2 separate regions of the Sus scrofa genome follow, and region 1 is linked to region 2. The links are chromatin contacts, called in public promoter capture Hi-C maps. All regions are on one chromosome and are shown on one strand. Each heading gives the region's core, a stretch centred on a gene start, on an enhancer-like site or on the middle of the called end of the contact. The rest is flanking DNA. Distances are from core to core; before and after follow the strand shown. Region 1 has its middle 23 kb from the start of UBE2K. Region 2 holds the start of RPL9 (ribosomal protein L9).

Region 1 (6,287 bases), core at 2,409-4,908, 170 kb before region 2:
TATCCAGCGTAATATATGGGAGTTATTTTCCATGTCATAGCTCTTTGTCATGTTATACCCAAAAATGTTAATTTATAATTAATCAATGGATCTCTACTAGGTGTGCAATCTTCTCACCCAAGGAATTACTGTGGAAATGCAATTTTTTTTTAAATTTTTTGATAACCTTAACCCACCGATCGAGGCTAGGGATTGAACCGGCGTTCTAATGTATACCAGTCAGGGTTGTTAACCACTGTGCCACGACAGGAACTCTTCTTCTTCACCTTTTAATTCTTGACAGTTAAAGGAATCCAGGAGACAGCACAGAGCTGTCTGGATGCTCAGGATATGATCTAGGTTTAAAGAGGGATCTTGGGAGTTCTCTTGTGGCGCAACAGTTAAGGATCCAGCATTGTCACTTTAGTGGCTTGGCTCACTTCTGTGGTATGGGTTACATTCCTGGCCTGGGGAATTTCTACATGCCTTGGCCTGGCCAAAAAATAGAAAAATAAAGGAGAATCTTGAAGTTGGCTTCTGCTAGTCTTTCTTTCTTTCTTTTTCTTTTCTTTTCTTTTTTTTTTTTTTAATGGCCACACCTGTGGCATATGGAAGTTCCTGGGCCAGGGATTGAATCTGAGCTGCAGGTGCAACCTACATTGCAGGTGGCGGCACCACCAGATCCTTTAACCCCTCCTGTGCCAGGCCAGGGTAGAATGCACACTTTCACAACAACCCGAGCCACTACAGTCGAATTCTTAACTCACTGCTCCACATGTTTGGGAACTCTTCTATTAGTCTATTTTTGAAATCAATGTAGAAAAAGAAACAGGAATTGTAAATTACAGATTTGTCTGAATCAAATATTTTACAAGTAAAGTTCCCTGGTGGCTCAGTGGGTTAAGGATCCAGCATTGTTGCTGCTGTGGCTCTGGTTACTTCTGTATCGTGGGTTGTACCCCTGACCCAGGAGCTTCCGCATGCCATGGACACGGCCAAAAAAATGAAAACCAAAACAAAACAAAATCCAAAAACCTACCACTGAAAACCAGGGCATAATCAATGTAAAGGAGATAAAGTCCATTGGAATGAATCCAGCAGGCCACTGGAAAGGTGATTCCAGAGGACAAAGTGATACAGCTTTGGGAGTCATTGGCATTGACGTTAATTTGAAGACCCACATTTAGGGTGACAGTGTCGAATGAGAAGAACAAAAAAAAACATCGAGAAGCAATTACATTAAAGGATCAGGAGTTCCCATTGTGGCTCAGTGGAAACCAATCTGACTAGTATCCATGAGGACGGAGGTTTGATCCTTGGCCTTGCTCAGTGGGTTAAGGATCCAGTATTTCCACGAGCTGTGGTGTAGGTCACAGGCGATGTTTGGATCTGACGTTGCTGTGCATGTGGCGCAATCATCGGCTACAGCTCTTCAGCCCCCAGCCTGGAAACCTCCACAGGCCATTGGTGCAGCCCTAAAAAAAAAAAAGACCAAAAAAAAATTTTTTTTAATGCTGAGTGATGGGAACCAGAAAAAAAAAGGTGAGGAGTTGTTAGAGAGGCAGCTATTTGCGGAACTAGGGTGGTAAAAGCTTCTCTGTAGCCATAGGAGAAGCAAAGGAGTTTATTTTTCTTTCTTTTTTTTTCTTTTTATGGCTAAGGGTCAAGTTAGAACTACGGGTAAGGCCTACGCCACAGCCAGGGCAACACCAGATCCGAGCCATATCTATGACCCACGCTGGAGCTTGCAGCAACGCCAGATCCTTAACCCACTGGGTGAGGCCAGGGATTGAAGCCACGTACTCAGAGAAAATGCTGGATCTTTAACCCACTGAGCCACAACGGGAACTCCTCATTTGCTTTTTCTTACCTCTCCAGCTCAGAAGTTCTTCATAGGCACATCCCCTGTCATTTACTTCTTTTTTTCTCTCTCAGTGTCCAACAAAGTCTCTTATATATGGAAAATGCTCAGTAATTATCAGTTGATTTTTTTTTTTTTTTTTTTTGGCTGCACCTTCAGCATAAAGTTCCCAAGTCAGGGACTGAACCTGTACCACAGCAGTAACCAGAGCTATAGCACTAGCAATGCTGGATCCTTAGCCTGCTGAGATACCAGGGAACTCCTTGATCTTAAAGTCAAACATTGGTGTAATATTTTTAAAAAATTTTTAAACCAAGAGTTATTTGTGTGATAGTAAAACCACTGGAAGCGTATTTACTAAAAATATAACAAAATTGGTTAAAATGTTAAATTTGCATTTAAAATAATTCTAGGAGTTCCTGTCATGGCTCAGCAGAAACGAATTTGACTAGCATCCATGAGGATGCAGGTTCGATCCCTGGCCTCACTCAGTGGGTTAAGGATCCGGCATTGCCATGAGCTGTGGTGTAGGTTGCAGACACGGCTAGGATCCTGAGTTGCTGTGGCTGTGGTGTAGGCCAGCAGCTACAGCTCTGATTCAGCCCCTATCCTGGGAATCTCCATATGCTGTGGGGGCGGCCCTAAATATCAAAAAAATAAAAATAAAAAATATAAAAAATAAAAAATTCTGCCTTATATAATGTCAATTTACTCGTTCTTTTGTTACTTTTTCTCTTCTCAGAATAGGAGTTTAAATGTGTATATTTTGCGTATAAGGAAGATAAGAACAAAGAACTACCTCTTTATCAGACAGCTCAGCCTCTATTTTAAATTCTTTTATTTTGCATTATCTAATTGTATCATGCAATGCCTTCTCAAAATTTGTGCAGGCAGAGATTGTTTTGCTTTATTGAAGGGAGTGGACATCTGATAAAATCCCAAGCACACTAGGAAGCATAAGGTAAAGACTTTCTGATTTATTGATTCTTTAAGATTCTAGCATCAGGTTAACACAAGCAGTTTAATGGACTGGATGATGTAACAGTCACTGTTACATCACTGTTACTGTTGATGTTACTGGTTAAATGTAACACTGGGTGACGATGCCAACCATGACAACAATGATGATGATGATGGAGAAACTTACAAAAGTGGAAATTTAATTGGTGCTGTGATTCATGTAAAGTATGCACAACTTACAGGGAAAAAAGAGAATAAATTCTCGATTATGAATTCTTCATTTGAAATAATCACTTTTGGGTGATTAAAATCTAGTAAGCTGCTTTATTTTCAGAAAGTCTTTCTCCATTGTTGCCCATAGCCGCTCTGCACAGGTCATGAAATAATAGCCTATAGGTATGAGAGTTTTAGAAAACAGAGATTAAAAGCCCTGGCTCTGAAGTCAAAAAGTTGGAGTGACATTATATTTCTTAGGTTGGAGTGACATTATATTTCTTAGTTTTCTCATCTATAAGAAGGTGATGTTATCTATTGCATTATTATGAGAATTACGCATACCATGAGAACTGGCCCATCAAAAATGCTCAGCTATTGCTGGCTAGTGACTATTAGGTTTTATTTTAGACTGTCCCTGATGACCTATCTACTCTGCTTAAAAGTAATTGGTGGACAGAGTCATCCATAATTTAATGGCAGTTGCTGCTTATGTGATTTCCAGTATTTGGGTGGAGAACTATTTGTCAAAGCCAAGGACTCTGTGTTCCGTTTCTGTGTCATGTTTATTCAGTCATTAAGTAACCACAGTGTCTGTCTTTGACCTTATATTACTCAGTATCTATGATTTAATTGTTGAAAATGATATCTGGTCCCAAATTATGTTTGTAAGTCATGTCAGTCTTCCAGTGGAGAAAGCAGGCCTCCACCCATATAGATCATTCTGTTCAGAAAACCACATCCTCGATTTTGTCCCTGGTTCAAATACAAATGCCTTGGTTCCTATAATTTTAGGATAAGACTACTTTGTTTTTACATGGAGCTTTCAAACCATTGTCAAACATAATCTCTTTTTCATTCTTATCATCTGGATCTAACTGATCTTATGCTGTCTCAAAACTTTTGCCCTAGCCCTAGTTAGGTTATATTCAAGAACTGAAAATTCTATGGAGGCCTCTGTTTCCAACTTCTTCCCATTTCAACTTATGTTGGATACTATAAAGTATCTCAGCAAACATACCAATTTTTTCATGAATAACTCTCCTTAAACATTCCCAGTCTCATTAAATTAATTAATTAATTAGTCTTTTTTGGAGGGTGCACTTGTGGCATATGGAAGTTTCCAAGACAGGTGGCCTAGGCCCCAGCCACAGCAATGCCAGATTCTAACCATGTCTGTGACCTACGCCACAGTTCATGGCATACTGGATTCTTTAACCCATTGATCGAGGCCAGGGATGGAACCCATGTACTCATGGATATTAGTCGGATTCTTTACCACTGAGCCACAACAGAAACTCCCCAGAGTCTCATTTTAGACATGAACCATTGATACCCTTAGCTTGAACTTAGGAGAGACTCTAGGCTTGTATGTTTTATATTATTTTTTGTGACCTGAGCCACAGCAGTGACAAACACTGGATCCTTAACCTGCTGAGCCACCAGGGAATTCCTAGGATTGTATGTTTTAAATATCATAAACTCATTTGTTGGAATCTGATCATACTCTTGGCCACCTACACTGTGAAGATGAAAGTTTAGTCAAGTATTTAATGTAAAGTAATCTAATTTAATTTAATTTGCTTTTTAGGGCTGCACCTGCAGCATATGGAAGTTCCCAGGCTAGTGGTCACATTGGAGCTACAGAGGCCTACGCCACAGCCACAGCAGCACAGGATCCTTAACCCACTGAACGAGGCCAGGGATAGAACCTGAATCCTCATGGATCCTAGTCAGGTTTATTAACTGCTGAACCACGAAGGGGACTCCCAAGTTTAGTCAAGTATTTTAATTTAAGATAAACTTCTGGAGTTCCTGTTGTGGCGCAGTGAAAACGAATCTGACTAGGAACCGTGAGGTTGTGGGTTCAATCCCTGGCCTCTCTCAGTGGGTTAAGGATCTGGTGTTGCCGTGAGCTGTGGTGTAGGTCGCAGACGAGGCTCAGATCCTGCATTGCTGTGGCTCTGGCATAGGCCAGTGGCTACAGCTCCGATTGGACCCCTAGCCTGGGAACCTCCATATGCCGCAGGTGCAGCCCCAGAAAAGGCAAAAAAAAAAAAAAAAAAAGATAAACTTCTATGTGTTGAAAGTGGTTCTAACTAGAATTGGAACAGCCAGTTTTGACTCTCCTCTTAAGTGGCAGTGGGTCTAGAGTCGAAATATTCTATTATTTTTTCTCCTAAATTAGGTAATATTACATCTTTTTCTCATCCTTCTTTACCTTTATTTATTTTTATTTTTTGCTTCTTTTTTTTTTTTTTTTTTTTTTAAGGGCCACATCTGTGGCATATGGGAGTTCCCAGGCTAGGAGGCAAATTGGAGCTGCAGCTGCCAGCCCACACCACAGCCACAGCAATGTAGGATCCTTAATCCACTGAGTAAGGCCAGGGATGTGGGTTTGTAACCCACTGGCCACAATGCGGACTCCCCTTCCTTACCTTTTAAACAGAGCCCCTGGTGATAACCTTCATGGCCTTATTGTCTTAGACTATTTTATTTAATGTATAATATCTATATATGCAGTAACAGTAGTAGTTAAATAGAGTTTGGTTGCTAAAGAAGACTCGAAGGACTCAAAGTGACAATAAATGTGAGCTTATAAATTTACTGTTTATTATAGGAAAAGAATGTATCAGTGTCATAAAGTAAGGATTGCATCATAGCAAAATCTGCCTCACTGTAAGGGGACCAGAGAGGCCAAGTTGGGCTGTTTTGTTCATCCTCTCCAAGAGCTGAGGCCAGATGCACTTTCTCTCAGATCAGGAACCACTGACATAAGCATGGAATACCATGGAAGCTGAAAGTCCAAAACGGGGTCTTAGGTAGAGTGTTTTATATTTGGTTGTCACACTGAGATATTCCTGCTAAATACCCAGTCTCCATAGCAGAGCTGAGACCAGGGGTAAACCATTGATCTCAACGATATTAATAATCTATGTTGACAAAGCGGTACAGAAAACATCCCACCTGAAACTCCGCAGATCCATGGTTACACAACATCACTGTTCAATATGTTTCATGCCTTGACTGGGGTCAGGGCCATGCAGGAACTTTAGCAAAACAGTTCAGGGTGATTCCTGGCCTGCTGGAATTAATTGTCATACAGTACCATCAGCCACCCTGATTTGTGGTGAAGTTCTATGACAAAACAATTATTCTTAGATTGGTAGAAATTAACTTGCCTTAAAATTGAAATGCACACACGGATTCTAAACATTTGCAATAACCAGCAAGTGGGTATAGATTTAAACAGAAACTAAACTGTTCAATATTA
Region 2 (5,717 bases), core at 272-2,771:
CTGATTAAAAATATACCCTATGGCTTGGTAATATCAGAAAATAATGCACAATGAAGGAATAGGACATTAAAATTACCTCAAAATTTCAATTACCTTTCTCCTTTCTGGCGTTTTAGGTTTCCTTTATAGTCATCCCAGGTGCTCTTGTCTGCAAGATCACCAGATAGAAAATCTTGAAGGTCTGGTCCATTCTGTAAAAATTCCTTTTTTTTATCTGGCAAGGAACTTATTGCTCTGACTGGACTGCATAAATATCTTCCAAATACCTACAGAAAGAGTTCATTGTGACATTTATTTAGGGGGCTTTGGAATAACTTAGTATTAAACTCGTTTAATACCTAAAAGGATGGGTAAAGCCACAGAACTGATTCAGAAATTATGTTAATCTATTTACGAGCTCAATGTAAGGAGCTCAGAATCTGAAATTAAAGATGACCCAAGGAGAACAAACCAAACCCAAAGGAGAATGGGAGCTACAGCTTTGAATTTTCTATTCCTGACTTGAGTCAAGTATGTTTAAATGAAATTTGAAATTAATCTCTCTGCTTTGGGCTTGAATAAGAATACCTGCTAAAACACGGAGGTAGTTCTCAGCTGATTTCAGAGAAGTGGAAGAAGGGAAACTAAACCTAATGTTTTAATTTTCTTGGTTATACTGTGTGTGAACAAGGAAGTCACTCATGTATTTGTTGACCATAAGAAGCCATCGGTTTCTAGATTTGAACACATACATGTACAAGACAGACAAAACACCATAAAATTCAAGAGGTAGTACTGTTAAAGCAAAAGAACCTTCAACTATTAAAAAAAAAAAAAAAAAAAAAAAAGAGTGCCTATTAGGATGCTGCACGATAGCTACTGTACTTGCCCAGGTCTCTCGCTCAAGCCTGGAGCACAGACTTGGGTTTTAATCGCCCAAAGTGGTGTCTAGTACACAGGAGACACCAACACCAAGTAGTAATTTGGAGTTTCATTGCAGCGCTTCTATAGTGCTCCAATAAATACAAGAGTACAAATCATTGCATTGATAGCAGGAAAAAAGGTCTCAGAGCGCGGGCCACAGACTTACAAAAAAACCAGTATCAGGTCTTAACTTCATGACCATGTCAGAATTAAATGAGACGCTATACGAAAAATGTTTAGAACAGTACCTGGCTAGAAGTAAACGCCGGGTAAGCGCTGGCATTATCGGGCACTTTCAGGGATGGGAACCCCCACCCCACGCCCGCTCCCTTTTCGCCCCGCCGCTCACCCGGGGGCATACAGTGCGGACGGCGCCCCGGCAGCGTAGAGCCATCCTGCACTTTTTTTTTCTGGCAGGGAGGAACAATCACTAATTCCCGGGAAAAGAGAAGGACACACCGTCGCTCCACTTATGACAAACAACCTGAGCCAACACTGACCCGGTGGAACCTGCGCTGCTCTACGATTGGCTGCTTTAGCCTCGTGGTGTCGCGCGCTTATGACGCCATACGCAGGACCCTTACGTACTACAAAAGCGTGATGACGAAAGACGCTCTCTCTTTGCCGCATCTACTGCGAGGTAAGGTGGATTCTGTATTCGGTGGGCCTTGGGAATCTGAAGGCATCGGCTTTGGGAAAGCCAGAGGTGCGGGTGTGGCCCTCGGAAACCGTGTCTTGTTTGTCTCCCTGCGCGGCGAGCGTCATATGAGTCTGGTGGCGATGGGGTTCGAGCCTTGTATTGGGCTTTTAGGCCTACTGCCGCCCTTCAGCCTTGCCGGGATGGCGCCGACTTGATAGGACTTCCCAGAGCTGCGCTGACCGGGAGTTCGCCCGCTGGGTTTTTAATAACTGTTTAGGAGCTGCTCCTTCCAAGCCAAGGCGCAGCTGGGGCCGTTTCCGGGATTAGTCCTCTGTATCCTCCCCGAGATTTTTGCCTGCCGGTCTCTGGTAGGAGTGGAGTTCTGTGCAAGGTAGTTCGGCCCAAAACAAATCCTGTGCGACCTTCTTACCCAAGTGTTTGTGTTTCAGAATGAAGACCATTCTCAGCAATCAGACTGTCGACATTCCAGAAAATGGTAGGAGACTTGGTGCTTGCTTTTTTCATATGTTTTTACTGCGTGCGTTCTAATTTGTTTCGATGCCTCACGAGTATGTTTCTTTCATAGTCGACATCACACTAAAAGGACGCACAGTCATTGTGAAGGGCCCCAGAGGCACTCTGAGGAGGGACTTCAACCACATCAATGTAGAACTCAGTCTCCTTGGAAAGAAAAAGAAGAGGGTGAGTTTTGTTTAATCACCTCAGTTTGTTTGGAAAGTTGTAATTTAAGAATATCAAGTTGTTTTAAAAACTACAGAATTGAGCAGCAACATGGATGGAATAGAGACTCATACCAAGTGAGGTACGTTAGAGAAAGACATACCATTTGATGGATAATTTTTTCTCTGGAGTCTAACAGCACCAAAGAATTTACCTACAGAAAAGAAACTCTTGGACTTGGGGAACAGACTATTGGTTCTAGTCTGTTCTAGTCTAGGCGGAGGGAGTGGGATGGACTGGGAGTTTGGGGTTAGTAGATGCAAACATTGCATTTGGAGTGGATAAGCAATGAGATCCTGCTGTACAGCATAGGGAACTACAGTCACTTGTGATGGAACATGAAGGAGGATAATGTGAGAAAAGGAATGAATATTTATATGTATGAATGAGTGACTTTAAAGCAGAAGTTGATGGAATGTTGTAAGTCAACCATAATAGAAGAAATAAAAACTTTTGAGAAATTATGGAATTGAGGTTCAATGTTTTATCTTATAATTTAGTGTCCAAAATTGTAACTAGTTTTTTTTTTTGTTGTCGGTGCTTTAGTGAAATTGGAAAACCAAAGTAAACTGGGTTATAAACCTCAGTACTGGTAATATTTATTAAATAGCAGGCCTTAATACTGTTAGAAATTGGGTTTATTTTTCTTGATTGTTTTGTAAGGATCATAGTGGTGCAGCAGAGTTCTTTTGAACCTGGTATTTTAGCTTTCCAGAAGTGAAGTTTGATGCAACTTGTACAAAACTTTCTGGGTTGTTCCTCTGTGAAAGTGTATACTTCTAATGTATAGTAACAAAAACCGTTAATTGCTGAGGGCTTTGTGGTTGCTTTTTTTTTTTGTAATTAGGACAAATACTAGAATCTAGAGTAATTACTGTGGATAAATGGACCTTATTTCAAGGCTACTTAATACTGGAAAGAATTTTCTGAAGTTTTTGTTCTGTTACAGCTCCGGGTTGACAAATGGTGGGGAAATAGAAAGGAACTGGCAACTGTTCGCACCATCTGTAGTCATGTACAGAATATGATCAAGGGTGTTACACTGGTAAGCAGATTAATCAGACTTCTTGTCTTAGAAGGGGGAGGTTTGTCAGCTATCTTTATGTATGCAACATAAATGTCTATTGTAGAAAATACTTTGTGCGAGTAACTTATACTTGCATATAACTTAGCGGCTGTAGTATTTTGGAAAAGGTGATCTTGGCAAATGTGTTAGGTATTCCTGGGTCTTATGATAAAGGGAGATACATAAGTCTAGACCAGATGGTCTTGATAATACGCTGATTATATATATATTTGTTTTACCCGAAAGATAACATTCACAATTTCAGGGGGGTTTTTAATAGAAAATGTTAACACATAGAATGGTTGGTTTCTTGTCTTATGCCTCTCACCACCAGGGTATCTTGTGGGAATTAGGGAAAGATTAAGTCTTATTTCTGAGCTTTCAGTCTTTAAGGTAAAGTTGATTCTGGATATTTGCTGGAGTGTTTCTGTTTCAGCCTTTCTAGAGCGCAATCTGATAGCGGCACCCTGTACGCAACTCCATTATAAGCCTTTCAGGCCATGTCTCCCCTTGTGTTTCCAGTCTTTGTTTGCGGGGGGCGGCGGTGGTGTCTTGATATTCTCAATTCTGGCCCTCTGGCATACCATAGTAATTCAGTATGTTAGCCTAATGCCCAAGATGAAGGGCTTTAGAGTTATACTTTAATAGGAGGCTAGCATTGTTCACCACGGGCAAAGGAGGTAGTAAAATATCTGCTTCCTTAGGAGCTTTGCAGTCCATTGAGGAGACAGAAACAAATGTATTTAAAATTGTTCTGAGGGAGTTCCCTTTGTGATTCAGCAGTTACAGACCGAACTAGTGTCCATGAGGATGTGGGTTCTATCCCTGGCCTTGCTCAGTGGGTTAAGGATCTGGCGTTGCTGTGGCTGTGGTGTAGACTGGCAGGTGCAGCCATAAAAAGCAAAAAATAAATAAAATTGCTGTGAAGCTTTGGTGTGGGTGATAGTTTAAAAAAATGACAATGATGGGAGTTCCCGTCGTGGCTCAGTGGTTAACCATGAGGTTGTGGGTTCTATCCCTGGCCTTGCTCAGTGGGTTAAGGATCTGGCATTGCCAAGAGCTGTAGTGTAGGTTGCAGACTCGGCTCAGATCTCGTGTTGCTGTGGCTCTGGCATAGACTGGCAGCTACAGCTCCAATTAGACCCCTAGCCTGGGAACCCCATATGCCGTGGGAGCAGCCCTAGAAAAAGCAAAAATAGACCAAAAAAAAAAAAAAAAAAAAAAGACAACGAATGCTATGTGAGGAAGAGAAATCAAAGTTTAATAATGTGTATGCAACGGAGAGAACCAGGGAAACTGAGTGAGTGCTGAAATGGCTGATCCTGATCCCTTACCTTAAATAAGATCAGCTAATGATAAAAAGTGGAGAGGTTACTGTGAATAGCACAGGTGCAGAGTTAACTCTCCATTGGTAATTTCCAGGTATTTCCTTGTCTTTGTCCAGGTGCAGAGAGGCAGACAACCTAACAGATATAAATGTTTTTTACAAAAGGGCTTGCTACTTGTTTTTCAGGAAAAAAACTAGATATATTTTCAAATTTCTCAGTGGTGTTGATAGTTTTGTTTTTTGGTTTTTTTTTAAAAGGGCTTCCGTTACAAGATGAGGTCTGTGTATGCTCACTTCCCCATCAACGTCGTTATTCAGGAGAATGGTTCTCTTGTTGAAATCCGAAATTTTTTGGGTGAAAAATATATCCGCAGGGTTCGGATGAGGCCAGGTATGTTCAGAAGTTTTCTTTCTACTTGTGAAAGCTGGTGTTTGGGTTAGCTATAAATAAAATTAGATTTATTTTAGAATAACGCATTTTGATTGTGGCTTTATATCATTTGTACCAGTTGTGATTTCTGAAGGCTTAGTTATTGGTGATTTGCAGGCCATGGTAGCTGTGTTTTTGTTTTGCAAACTGAAATCCTAAAAAAGGACCATTTGAATAGTAGTTAATAACAGATTTCTTAGGTTCAAATCTCAGCTCTCACTGTCAGCTTTGGGCAAGTTACCTCTATGTAGCTCACTTTAATTTACTCTGTAAAAATTGGGGACATTTCATGATTAAATGACTTTAAAAATTGAAATGCTCTTAAAGTAGTTCTTGTCTGATACATAGCTAATACTGAAGCATTGGAAAATTTAGAAACTTGGTCCTCTTCATTGCTTCTGATTCTGTTGGAGTAGGAAGAAGTTTTATCTTAGAGTTCCCATCCTGGCTCAGTGGTTAACGAATCTGACTAGGAACCATGAGGTTGCGGATTTGATCCCTGGCCTCTCTCAGTGGGTTAAGAATCCGGCATTGCCGTGAGCTGTGGTGTAGGTCGCAGACTTGGCTTGGATCCCAAGTTGCTAGACTGGGAACCTCCATATGCCACGGG

What was found. Promoter capture Hi-C pulls out the DNA fragments that hold promoters and counts their contacts.
Region 1: a promoter capture Hi-C map of liver shows a contact between it and region 2, with 2.6 times the contacts expected there. The contact joins the enhancer-like site here to the promoter of RPL9 in region 2. A contact is called at or near these places in 1 of 5 promoter capture datasets (liver), 5 of 47 Hi-C or Micro-C datasets (embryonic fibroblasts, fetal heart ventricle, liver and 2 more) and 1 of 2 datasets of contacts at active chromatin or transcription factors (skeletal muscle).

Annotation. Positions count from the first base shown.
Region 1 is chr8:30,861,727-30,868,013 of Sscrofa11.1, reverse strand. No RefSeq gene overlaps it. Among named protein-coding and RNA genes, the nearest start is that of UBE2K, 23 kb to the left of the region's middle. Within about 2 kb of position 3,658, at least 5 of the 83 cell types and tissues checked have an H3K27ac peak or open chromatin away from gene starts, as enhancers often do. A contact at or near this core is called in liver and mesenteric adipose tissue, where this site is marked.
Region 2 is chr8:30,694,993-30,700,709 of Sscrofa11.1, reverse strand. RPL9 (ribosomal protein L9) reads left to right here and starts at 1,521. Exons shown (of 8, transcript NM_001243481.1): 1 at 1,521-1,543; 2 at 1,993-2,039; 3 at 2,130-2,245; 4 at 3,234-3,329; 5 at 4,936-5,068. The coding sequence starts at 1,994. It overlaps LIAS (lipoic acid synthetase), which reads right to left and starts at 1,396. Exons shown (of 11, transcript NM_001243462.1): 1 at 1,253-1,396; 2 at 94-266. The coding sequence starts at 1,297. It overlaps KLB (beta-klotho), which reads right to left. Exons shown (of 5, transcript XM_021101114.1): 5 at 4,587-5,118. The coding sequence ends at 5,090.